3 separate regions of the Mus musculus genome follow, and regions 1 and 2 are each linked to region 3. Evidence: chromatin contacts called from public Hi-C and HiChIP or PLAC-seq data. All regions are on one chromosome and are shown on one strand. The core of a region is the stretch at or near the end of the contact, and the rest is flanking DNA. Distances in the headings are between cores, read along the strand shown. Region 1 has its middle 44 kb from the start of Syf2. Region 2 overlaps Runx3 (runt related transcription factor 3). Region 3 has its middle 16 kb from the start of Gm42327.

Region 1 (3,907 bases), core at 129-2,628, 92 kb after region 3:
AGAAGCGTTTCTTCTCAGATTAGTTTAGGTTTTTTATGTAGAAAATTCAAAACAATCAATCACCAAATAGGAGGCCAGGCGTCACCCTCCATTGCCTTCCTGCCTCCCTCTCCTGACGCTGGCATTCTGAATGTGCCACGTTTGCTCAGAGCATCTGCTCCTTAAAAAAATAAACAAATCGTGTGTGTGTGTGATTTTTTTTTTTTTTTGTTTTACAAGACCAGCACACAGAGTCCCTGCCACTGCCCTCACCCAGAGTTCCCAACCCTTGGCCTCTCAACATTAGTTCGTTACTACCCAGCTGGACCCGCGCTTCCACTTCCACCAGTCTGCTCCTCCTCATGTACACTCTCTGCTCCTAGATGCCATCCAGGTCGTCCCCCCATGCTCAACGGTCCATCCCCTCTCCTCTGCTCTGACAGTTCACCAGTGGTGAAGGACAGAATAGGAAGGATGTGGGGACAGGACATGAAGGATGCAGACACGGGAAAACCTCTCCTGCCCTGAGAACTTGAAGCCAGGGAGATGGCTCAGCAGATAAAGGTGACTCCTGCTGAGCCTGAATCCCAGGCATCCACATAAAAGCCAAGCATGGCTACATGTGCCTGTGACTCCAGAGTTGGAGAGATAGAGACAGATAGATCCTGGGGGCTCGATGGCCAGACGACCTGGCCAAAATGGTGAGTCTCAGCTTCAGAGAGAGACCTGATACAAGAATAAGGCAGAGGGTAACAGAACAGGATGCCTGATGTCTTCCTCTGGCCTCCGAAGGAAAAAGCACATTCAAGAAAGCAAGCATGCACACTCACACACACACACACACACACACACACACACACACACACACACACACATATTACACACACACATATTACACACCACACACATACACACACACCACACACACACACGTATACACACACACAAACACACACTCACACACACACCACACATAAACACACACACACTCACACACACACATACCACACCACATACATACATATACTACACACACCATACACATCATACATATATTACACACACACATATTACACACCACACACACACATACACACGCATACACACACACACCACACACACAAACACACTCGCACACACACGCACACACACACACATACACAAAAATAATGTTCTGCAGGAAGTAAAGACAAAATGTCATCTGTCCAGACATGGGAATCTAAGGGGCTAAAATAATTGTTCTTTGGCATTTTCTGCATAATCAAAAATTAAAATCTCAGGCAAAGGGTTCTGCGTATCCAAAGGCCCCGAGACAGGGTGAAACACAGCCTCTGTACTCTAAGAACAGTGAGCAATAAGCAAGGTGGTTTGGCAGAATTAAGTGAGACTTGCTCCCATAACCACAGCAGGCAACACCCTTAGCACACATTCTAGAGGCCCCGGCCCCTGCCTGCCCATGGCTTTCCCAGGAGCTCCCGGTCTGCCTTGTAATCACCCGGTGCCCACCCCAGTTCAGACCCTGCTCTCTCCTGGACATGACAAGCTCATTGTCCCTTTTTCCTGAAGGCTACTTTTTCACAAGAGGTGTTCGGAGCCACCAGGTTTCTGTGGGCAGATGCCCCAGGGCACACGCACAAAGGCTCAATTGTCTGGTACCCGGCGCTGGACTAGCCGAGCAGGATTCTGCCCGATTCAACAACCCCACATCAAAGAGATGACGTCAAAGCTCCAGCAACCACTGAGACACAGCCCAGCCCTGGTGCCAAGGGCTCCCAGGAGGCTAATCCCACCCTGGAAGGTAAGAAGAGGGTAGAAGCAGCAAATTAGCAGGAGCTAGGGGGCGCTACTGTGCTGGGAGCCTCGACAGCATAATTGCATTCACTGAGCTGCAATTGGGAATAATAGTTAGAGAAGCAATAATCACAGGTCACACAGCCATACAAGCAGCCAGCACATTGGTTTCCCAGGCCTGCATCCTATCTGCATAGGACCCAGCCACCCAACCGCCACAGAGTGGCCAATAGAAACACCTCAAAAAGCCCCCCCACACACACACACACATAAGCCCCACCACTTAGTAGCTAGAGTCTGAGCTGACAATGGCTTTCTTGACCTTGAACTTGTGGACTGCCAAGAGACATGTCTGACTTGTGTTACATAGTCAGTCAACAACCCCTTACTGTGTCACAGACTCCAGAGAGCAGCTTACCTGTCCCACCTGATGGGGAAAGAAACACAAGGGGACCCAGGGCTGTGGGGAACAGAGCATCTCTGGTCAGCTCTAGGTAAGAGAGGAGTCCCTCCAAAGGCCCAGTGACTCTGAAGAGCTTGCTATCTCAGTCTACTTTCTGTGACTGTAACAGCATGCTCAAGACTGAGCCCGTCACAGAAAACAGAGAATTCGGTTCAAGGTTCTGCAGGGCCCGCTTCCTGGAAGGGCCTTTTCCATATGACAGTGTGGCAGAAACACAGAGGCAGCAACCCAGGACCTGATTACAGTGTAATTCTGGAACCCAGTGGAACTTTGATTTTTTTTTTCTAAGTTTACTTTTGTGTGTGTGTGTGGTTTTTCGAGACAGGGTCTCTCTGTGTAGCCCTGGCTGTCCTGGAGCTCACTTTGTAGACCAGGCAGGCCTCGAACTCAGAAATCTGCCTGTCTCTGCCTCCTGCGTGCTGGGATTAAAGGCATGCGCCACCACGCCCACCCTGTTTACTTTTAATGATGGTTCTTAAACACTTTAACCTTCCTTGTAGCCCACCACCCACCAGGAGCAGAAAAGAAAGGATACAGGGGAAGTGGACCTGTTTAGAAAGGTTCTTTGGAGCAACTCCCATCTGTGTTGTCTGGAAATTGGCAGTTCAGTTCACAGGTCAACAGTGGCAGCTCGATCCACTCACCAACACCTCATGGATACACCAGCAGTCCAGCTCGGTAGAGTCAGGATAGCAACAGCGGTGGCACGACCTAGCAGAGACAGCCAGGACTCAGTCTCAGCTCAAGTCAACAGGAGGGACCTAGAGGGACAGCAGGAGAAGTTCTCGGCTGTGCCTCTCTCAGGGAGGCGAAGATCAGCAAAGACATGAGACCCACAAGTGTTACACAACTAGTTCTATAAACAAGCCTAGCTCTCTCTCTCTCTCTCTCTCTCTCTCTCTCTCTCTCTCTCTCTCTCTCTCTCTCTCTCTCTCTCTCTCCCCCTCACTCTATGGAGTCCTATTTCTACCCTCCAAACATCACTTGTCCTCCACGTGTCTTGCCTCAGCACATGCATCTAATCAGCCTGAGTCTAAGGAAGCAGCAAGAAACTGCAGCACAGCACCAGAAGTTTTTTGGTTTGTTTCCCTCTGTGGAGTCCTGACAAATGCAGCTCAACTATGAAAAGTAAGGTGGATCAATACATGCGTGTTGTTAGCAAAGAATCCTTCATCTCATGTCCTTTCACGTGCTTGCTTTAGCAGAACATCCTCTCTCCTGTGTCTGCTTCAGTGAAATGTTCCTTCTCGAGTCTGCCTTTGCCTTTCACACCCATGTTCTCTTTAATAAAACTTCTTTCATGTGTTTGCCCCAGGAAAACACCATCCAACATAACTGACTTTCCAAAGAATTCTTAAGTTTCCACTTCACCCAGGCTAAGTTCATCCTTTCCCTCCCCCCACAAAATCCTCTCCAAGAATAACAATTTGGGTCCATTAAGGGGGGCCTCAGCCCCTGGGCCCTAACCATCTCTTAAAGGCCCCAACCTGTTCTCTCTCCACCTGTTCTCTTCCCACCTGTTCTCTTCCCACCTGTTCTCTTCCCAGCTGTTCTCTTCTCACCTGTTCTCTCTCCACCTGTTCTCTTCCCAGATGTTCTCTTCCCACCTGTTCTCTCCCCACCTGTTCTCTTTCCACCTGTTCTCTTCCCAGCTGTTCTCTTTCCACCTGTTCT
Region 2 (4,211 bases), core at 425-2,924, 110 kb before region 3:
AATCTAGCTCTTCCTGAATCACAGCTTCTTCCTGTGCTCAGACCAATGGGAGACCTGCTAGCAAGTTTCTCTCTGCGGCCCCCCACTCTCTTTCCCACACTCCGCATCTTGGCTCCCCAGTGCCCCATGACCAAGGCCAGCTCCCCTTCACCACAGTCCTCTTCTGCTCAACCCCAAGCCGACCCTCAATACCTTTATCCACAAGAGTCCCCGATGGAGAAGGCCATCCTGTCTGCCTATGATCTACCCATCTCTCCATTTTGTCTGAGGGGGAAGACACACCACCGCCTCCAAACCCTCGTGCTGTCCTGTCTGTCTTGAGACTATGTTTTGCTGTGACTCGCTCATCTGCTGGCGGGACTTGGGGAATGAGTTGAGGCCAAAGCCTTGAAGATACTGTCCCCCTGACCTCAGAGGCAGAGCAGGGTTATGTGGCCAATGGCAGGCAGGCATTAGAGCACCGAGAAGGCTTAGGTTCCAGCAAGGCCGGCACAGCAAGGAACGGGGACCCACAGCATCATGACTGCCCATCCCTTTATAGACCTGGCTGGCTCGGCCAGGCACTCTGTGGTGGATATAAATATATAAAACAAACAGCCCACTCTTAGTTGCAAACTAAAAATAGGAAGCTTGGAATCCGGCTTCCCAGACTCCCCTGGCCTGGACCACACAGGTGTGGAAGCGGATATTGGGGGGACATGGGCCCTCACCCCGCTCTCTGCAAGGGTCCCATGGGGAGGGGACGAGGGAGGTCTGGGTTTCTGCCAGTGAGGGTTCTTACACTCGGCTCCTTTGACAGCTCATTTCATTTATGACCCTGAGCTGAACAGAGCCACCGAAGTGCTCGGGGCTGGGGTGTGGTGTGCAGGGGCGAGCTGTTTCTTCCCAAGGCATGCTGGGGTTCTGGCCGTTTGTGGGAGTGCAGTCTGGGCAGGGAGGGGTGTTGGTTAAGAGGGAGGCAGATCTGGGTCTGGGTCAGGTCCTGTCCTTGTGTCCTCATGTCCCCTGTCCTCGTGTCCCACAGCATCGGCCCATCCAGACTTCTCTTCCCTTGGTGGCCCGGAAGGATATGCACTTCTCAGGACAAGAGTTAAAGCTATCGCAGGCTTTGCCACAGGGTGGGGGCCTTTCTGGGAGCTCCCTCAAATCTGCCACTATGCCAGTCACAAATCCTCAAGGCAGTGGATCCCTTGACTCTCAAATGAGACACTGAAGACCTCAAGGCTCCCGGGCTGGCAGTAGACTGGCATCCTGCCTGGGCGAGCAGTGTGGGACCCTTTGATTGTGGGAAGTGCGGGAGCCTGCCTGAGGGCTTCCAAAGCTTTCTCCTCAGAACTCAGCTCTTCTTTCCAGGTCCCTGTCTTCTGGTGGGGCCTGGGAGCTCAAGGTCTGTGTGTGACTGTGCTAACATCTGGTACATGTGACCAGGAGGGTGGCTCTGCAGGGCAGAGACAGGAAGCTGCTACTGTCACTGTCACCGCCACTGCTGGGTGAGGAAACTCCAGGCAGGGCAAGGGCGGCTCTCCTGAGGCTGGGGAGTTCTTCCTAATAACAGCCCACATTCCTCTCCAAAGCAAGGGGTTTAAGGTGGGGGAGATTTGGTGGGGTGAGGGGACCAACCGTTCCTTTCTCTCTGCTGCCTGGAAGTCAGTGCTTCCGTCCCCTACAGGCCTCAGTGGTAACTGCATGGCTTCCTCCAGCTGCCTCCAGCTAAGCGGGGGACATCTCTTAGTCTGTATCCTTTTGACAAGTGGGATGCAGGTGACAGGAGTTAAATACAGTCAGGGGTTTTGCTCTTCAGTTGTAGCGGCCACCTACAGGTCCACCCTCAGATAAACCAAGTAGAAGCATGTGGGCTGTGAAGACAGTTTCCTGTTCCAACCCAGGGAGGGGTCCTGCTGGGTGACCCACCCTGGGTGTACCTGGGGACAGGTCTTGCATTAGTTGTGGTTAGAATCCTGTGGCGCTACTGGGTAGGAAAGGGTCCAGGGTCTAGGCTGGGAAAACAGGAACTTCTTGTTGGCGGTTGATCTTAGGCTGGTCCTACAAAAGGGAAAGATCTTAGAACTCTGAAATGGGTACCACAGAACCACATCTATCTTAGGAAAATCTGTATGTCCCATCTGGTCAGGGGCACAGGCTTGGGGTGGGGGGATTATCTGAGTAGAGGGGGATTATCAAGCTAGGTCCCCACACCATTATCCACAGCCCCAATTTTCAGGCTATGGTCTCAGCTTGGCAACCACCAGCTCCAGGGAGCCATGGAAGGCATGACAGCTCTCTTTGCTAGTCAGAAGGACCTCATCTCCAAATGACCGATTTGCAGTTCTGTCTTCTCTGCTTCAAGTGTTCCAGCAAGCAGACCCCAGTATGGGTGAGAGGTGGTGCTCCCTCACAGGGGCTCTCTAGAGGGATCCCTATCCCCCAAAACCCCCTTACTCTGGGAAGGTCTTCACTCAACAGGGGTTCCCACCCCAGGGAGGACTCCGCTGAGATGAACGTGGTGGCTGTCCCTCCCCAAATCTGCATCCAGGTGACAGATAGGACCATGCAGTGGCTTCTGCCTCTGTACGATGAACATAGTCAACCAAGGAAGAGAGGATTAGTATAATCTTGACGGCCCACCTGATATTCTGGGGCCTTAGCCCAGCCAGGAAGGTGGCCTTCCAGGTTCTCTGTAACCACCTTGAAGGAGCTGGGTGGTAGACTCCTCAGCACTGGGGCATCTCCCCACACAGCCAGCTCAACCACATCCAATGTCCTCTCTCCTGCTCAAGAGTAGGAGATCCCACCCTCCTTCACAACTCCAGAAGCCTGACGCGGGTCCTTCAAGGCATCTGTTATATTATTGTAACAAACACAGATTCCTCTGTTTGACAGTTAAATAGTACCCAAGATGGACAGTTGACCTGTACAAGCAAGTTGTGCATTAAAAAAAACAAAAAAACAAAAACAACAAACCAAACATACAAGCAGCCTATAGTGCAAAGCAGGCCCACTTCAGGAAGACCAGCTCACTGCAGGGAGTATACCTCAGGGTAACAATGTCACAAAGGATGACACCCACCCACACAATTACAGTAACATTGTATCAACCCCCTAGGTTCCTTGTGCTTTCTGTCTAGCCTGTGCTTTCAAGTAGCACTTTAAAGTAGCCTTGCAAATAAGGACCCTTTTCCTTTCATTTTTGTTTTTTTTCTCTCCTCTCCTTTTTCTTCTTCTTCTTCTTTTTTTATTAGCCCCAGCTGCCTGTGCTCACTGTAGGACTCACGACAAGACTCAAACTTCACTGTTAATCAGGGATGAGAAAGAGGCGATGGGGGAGGGGTGACTTTCTATTTCCACCGACCAGCGTTTGGGTATAAGGAAGGCTAGTTGTCTGGGGTAGCTTACCCAGTGCTAGGCACTGGGATCCTGAAAGTACCTTTCTTGGTGATCTGGAACAGTCTGTACCATGGACCAGTAGCGAAGCAGGTAGGAGGGCAATGGGTCGTAGCTGCTTCCTGAGAAGAGGTGAGAAGGCCCCCTCTGGGTGCAGGGAGCTGGAAGGTTACCTCAGCTACTTCCAAGAGATAGAGTTTTTTTTTTTTTTTTCCTCCAGTAAGGGTGGGACAAGAGACACTGTAACAGGAGGTATTCTGCTCAGGATTGTCCAGGATTGTCGGGGACCCCCTGACCTACCAGAGTGTGTATGTGGGTGGCTGTTTCAGGTGCAGGCAATGGGGAAGGCCAAGCACAAGGCAGAGGCCATCACTACGGGGCTCACTCAGTTTGAAAAACCAGCCGTGGGCCAGCCAGCTCTGGTAAGAGCTTTTTAACCAATCCCACTGACAATCGCCCGCCCACAGACTGAAGAGGACATCTGATCTCTGCTTGGATGCTGCTCTGCCATCGCACACCTCACCAGAGACTCCACAGGGCCTCCTGGAGGTCTTGTCCCCTTCTGTGAAGAATGTGAAGTCAGGACCCTGGTGGTGGGGTGAGGGTGGGGGTGTCCTGATGACATCACACAGCAGGAGGTGGGCTCTTGTATACACAGACTGCCCCCTGTTTTAGATGCTTGACTGAGATGCTTTTGGTTCAAAGTTGTCTGCTTCTAGGGACAAACAAGTTGGGAGCAGGACTGTGGCCTGGGAGGCAAGGCCCAGAGCACAGATTGGCTGGACCTAGTGCGCAGGGCTAACCACCCTATCGATCCCCATGGTAAGACT
Region 3 (4,056 bases), core at 1,045-3,544:
GCTCTAGGCCTGGCAGGTACAGGGCTGATCGGTACTTGCTTACTCTCAGCCTCGGCCTAATGTGAGACTTTGGTCAAGTCTACCAGTCATTGTATCCTCCCTCCCTCCCTTCCTTCCTTCCTTCCTTCCTTCCTTCCTTCCTAATAACTTATTTATTCATATTTTATGTGCTTTGGTGTTTTGCTTGCATGCATGTCTATATGAGGGTGTCACATCTTGGAGTTATAAGACAGTTGTGAGCGGCCATGTGGTTGTTGGGATTTGAACTCAGGACCTCTGGAAGAGCAGTCAAGGCTCTTCATCACTTAGCCATCTCTCCAGCCCCCACTGTCCTTTTCTTCTTGTGTATCTGTGCCTGTATTTACACACACGTGTGAGCATGTGCAGACGAGGGCACGTGCCTGTGTGAAGGCCAGAGGCCGGCCTCAGGTGTTCTGCCTCAGGAGCCTCTGATTTTGCTTTTGTTTTTGTTTTCAGTCAGAATCTCCTTGCCCTTGGGCTTGACAGATGGGCCAGGCTGAGGCTGTCTGGTCAGTGAGCTCGAGGGTCTGCAGGCTCTTTCTCCTTGGCGATCCCACCATATGCACACACCTGGCCCCAGAGCTGGGATTACAAGTGTGTACAACCACACCCAGCTTTATATGGGGTAAACTCAGGTCCTCATGCATATATAAGCCTCCAACCGAGCCCCTTCCCGGCCCCTCTGGGCCTTTCTCTATGGCCAGGGGACAGGTCTTAGCATCCAGGATGGTCACAGGACCCAGCAAAAACAACATGCACAGAGACACTCTGGAATGTTCTCAGTGGTACACTAAGAAGCACTTCTTAGTGGAACTGGACCCGAACTCACATCTTGTAGGCTTGGAGTTTGCTACCTGGCCCTGGGCCTCCCAGTGTGGGAGAGAATTCTCAACCCCTTGGACGGGCCACCAGAAGAAGGAGCCCACTTACCTGTTCCTGCCTCCATGGAGAAGTGACAAATCTCTTTGTCTGGTTCCAGCAAGTCTCTGAGATGCCATACTTGGGGTGGGACGGGCTCTGCAGTCCTGGATGGCCAAGCCCACAGTGGAGTGAAAGGCTAATCTGCCTGCAACAGGCCCACAGCCCATGAGCCTTAGGGACATCGGGGAGTTCCGACTCAGATTTTGTCAAATGCTTATAGGCAAAATTAAAAATAAAATAAAATGAAATGAAATGAAATGAAATAAAATAAAATAAAAAAGAGCAGTCTGCCTTCCTGCCTCGTCTGTAGAGGAGGAATAGGAGGAGCCCTGGCGACAAGGAAGAGGGAGGATCAGTTGGCATTCCGGTATGGCTCCTTTTTCTGGGAAGCTCAGAGCTCGCCACGTCTAGGTTGGCAATGGCTGGAGCTGAAGGAGTCAGCCCCATTCATACAGTCAGGCTGGGTCTGCCTGTACTATCCCCACCACCACCACCTAACAACAACGTTGTCACTGACACCCCCACCACCGGCAACATCACTTACCACGGTTGACACCATCTCACACCACTGTGACCATCACCGCCCTTACCACCTCCCCCTCCCCCACAGCTCACCGTCACCTTTGCCTCAATTACCAGCCACTACTGTCACCATCATCACCACCGCCACCACCACCACCATCTTCACCACCACCACAACTAACACCACCTCCTCTATCCCCACCAGACCCTGGGCCAGCCACTTTGCCTCTGTCACTACTACAGGAAAAGGACTCCCTTCTCCAACTGAAGCCTCGCCTACAGACTCACCCCAGTGGGGATGAGGGCCAGCCTCAGGGCTCTGCCATGGCTGCAGCAGTCAGACCTGCAAATGCCTGCTGCAAGATGAACATAAGCGCTCTTGGAGAAAGGGGGCAGAAGAATCTATTACAGAGAAGAGACATGTTGACCACACACACGGTCTTCGCAACTGACGGACGTGAAGTAAGACACATTATGCTTTTCAAATTACTCTTGGGGAGACAAAAGCACAGAAATTTAAAGGCTTGTCCAAGGCCAGGTATCTAATATAGAATGAGGCTGTGATTTGAACCCAGGAACCTCACACCAGAATCCCCAATCCTGACCACTTCACTACACTGCCAGATTGGAGGCCCAGACCCTCACTGTCAGCAGTATCATTGACCCTGCAGTTTTTAACCTAAGACACAGTAGACGCTCAACAAAAAGAAGCCAGTTTATTGATAATACTGAAGCCCCTCCCCCACTCCTGCTCCTTCCTTCCCTGAGCCCGCCAGGCCGGAGGCTGTTGCTGCAGTTCCATAGCCAGCCAAGAGAGGGCAGCATGCAAAACAGTTCAAGAACTTTCCCGGGGCGCCAGAAGGAATTGGGAGGAAGTGGAGCTAAGACTTTGTGGCTGGCGTGAAGGCAGTTAGTGACCCAGAACAAATTCAAACAGACTCTGATGAGACGTGTTCTCTCATCCTCAGCTGAGATAACTGAGGGCCAGAGATGGAAGCGTCCTTGTCCACGATCACACAGCCAGTAAGTGGCAGAGACAAGTTAACAGTTTCAGTCTTCTGATTCGTTTTTCCCTTACCCAAATGGAAGGCAAGGAGATAGACCAGGCCTCCTCGCGTCTGCAGGATAAGACCAGGAACAGGACTAGCCTATGGTAAAAGTGACTAGCCCTGGGCAACACCTCACACCTGCACATAGCCCGGCCGCCCCCTAGTGGCGATGACGGTCAGTTTTCGTAGGCTCTGATAGTCTCTGCATGACCTTGCTAGCTGAGTTCTTCCTGAAGTCACCACTGCAGCTCTGGCGAATATGGTCTCACTCCTGGAAGACTCCTGGAAGGGGGAGGGGCTCTACTTTCACAGAGACGAGACCCATTTTCTTCTAGGAATAGCATCCTCTGATGAAGAGCAGAACTTACAAAATTTGCAGAGTGCCAGTTGGTGAGACTTTGGGGGTGGGGTGATTAGATAAGGAAGAAGAATAGAGTACATTTTAGAGAAGAGTGGAGTTATTAGCTGTGTCCAGAGGTGCCTGAGCAGCTAGCCCAGTGGAGAAGAAATGAGCGAGAGATGCAGACAGCATTCCATGCAGATGAGATAGCAGTACAGAGGCCCTCGGGCTGCTCTCCGGGGCTCACGTAGATAACATAGATACAGACCACTGTGGTTCCCACTTCTCGGAGACTCCTAACTTTTCGAGGATCTTTTGAGCCTTGTAGGGAAGAAACAAAGGTTCAGAAAGGTCATGTTGGAGGTCACAGGGTAAATCAGTGGCAGAGTTCAACTGAAACCCCAGGCTTCTGCCTCCCAGGTCAGGCTATTTAGAGAGTGGCCTTGGATTCCAAAGTTTCTATAGCATATCACCACTGGCATACACACACACACACACACACACACACACACACACACACACACACACACACCTGAGGTGTGAGGGGCAGGACATAGTCTCCAAAGTGTGGATCCATTCAGGATAGGTGCCAAGAGCACCTCAGGCATGGTCTGATGCACCCAGCCATAGTGGGGCTGTAAGTGGGACATCTCCTGTGCCTCCCCCTCGGGGTGGAGGAAGTCTGCTCAGAGAGCTCATGTGCTTGCCAATTGGCAGGGGTGAGTGGCCACCAAACATCAGAGGCAGGATGACCACTGCCCAGGCCAGGAAGCAGGGCTCACCTGTGGCCATGGTCAGCATCCAGCCAGGGCTGAGGTTTGGAGCTGGACCACGGATCTCGAATCAGGCTGAGAGTCAGCATGGGGTTTGGTTCAAGGGTCTGTGGCAAGGGACAGTTACCAGGCTGGGTTCAAATAAGAACTCATCCATCGCCAGAGAGCAGAATGGCCAAGGTTGAGGCTCTCTGTGGCTAGAGGGAAGGGTAGACATGTGGGCCAGGCAGGGACAAAGTCACAGTCACAGGCCTGATCCTGAGGGCTGGACAGAGGAAACAGGCAGGTTCACTTCCACCCTGCCAATCTCAGCCAGGCTGGGCAGCTCAGCCTCCCACCACCCTAACCAACCCCATGGCTAGTGGTCTTGGCTGAGATAACACTGTGCCTTCACATCTTTCTGTAGCTGTGCTAAAACACTCTGAGAAAC

What was found. A called contact is a pair of places that touch in the nucleus more often than the background predicts. HiChIP or PLAC-seq counts read pairs in DNA pulled down with a chosen protein or histone mark.
Region 1: a contact with region 3 is called in an HNF4G HiChIP or PLAC-seq map of pancreatic cancer cells. The contact joins two enhancer-like sites. A contact is called at or near these places in 1 of 15 datasets of contacts at CTCF or cohesin (the G1E-ER4 cell line), 19 of 484 Hi-C or Micro-C datasets (the AtT-20 cell line, CD4 T cells, the G1E-ER4 cell line and 11 more), 7 of 115 datasets of contacts at active chromatin or transcription factors (acute myeloid leukemia, astrocytes, bone marrow-derived dendritic cells and 3 more) and 1 of 9 other capture datasets (embryonic stem cells).
Region 2: a contact with region 3 is called in a Hi-C map of bone marrow-derived macrophages, with 47 read pairs. The contact joins two enhancer-like sites. A contact is called at or near these places in 1 of 15 datasets of contacts at CTCF or cohesin (large pre-B cells), 7 of 484 Hi-C or Micro-C datasets (CD8 T cells, the G1E-ER4 cell line, bone marrow-derived macrophages and 4 more), 9 of 115 datasets of contacts at active chromatin or transcription factors (the HPC-7 cell line, craniofacial prominence, embryonic limb bud and 5 more) and 1 of 9 other capture datasets (embryonic stem cells).

Annotation. Positions count from the first base shown.
Region 1 is chr4:134,973,267-134,977,173 of GRCm38.p6, reverse strand. No RefSeq gene overlaps it. Among named protein-coding and RNA genes, the nearest start is that of Syf2, 44 kb to the right of the region's middle. Within about 2 kb of position 1,378, at least 50 of the 459 cell types and tissues checked have an H3K27ac peak or open chromatin away from gene starts, as enhancers often do. A contact at or near this core is called in pancreatic cancer cells, where this site is marked.
Region 2 is chr4:135,176,599-135,180,809 of GRCm38.p6, reverse strand. It overlaps Runx3 (runt related transcription factor 3), which reads right to left. Exons shown (of 5, transcript NM_001369050.1): 5 at 2,823-4,211. Among named protein-coding and RNA genes, the nearest start is that of Runx3, 26 kb to the right of the region's middle. Within about 2 kb of position 1,674, at least 91 of the 459 cell types and tissues checked have an H3K27ac peak or open chromatin away from gene starts, as enhancers often do. A contact at or near this core is called in CD8 T cells, the HPC-7 cell line, bone marrow-derived macrophages and 1 more, where this site is marked.
Region 3 is chr4:135,065,544-135,069,599 of GRCm38.p6, reverse strand. No RefSeq gene overlaps it. Among named protein-coding and RNA genes, the nearest start is that of Gm42327, 16 kb to the right of the region's middle. Within about 2 kb of position 2,294, at least 72 of the 459 cell types and tissues checked have an H3K27ac peak or open chromatin away from gene starts, as enhancers often do. A contact at or near this core is called in CD8 T cells, the HPC-7 cell line, bone marrow-derived macrophages and 2 more, where this site is marked.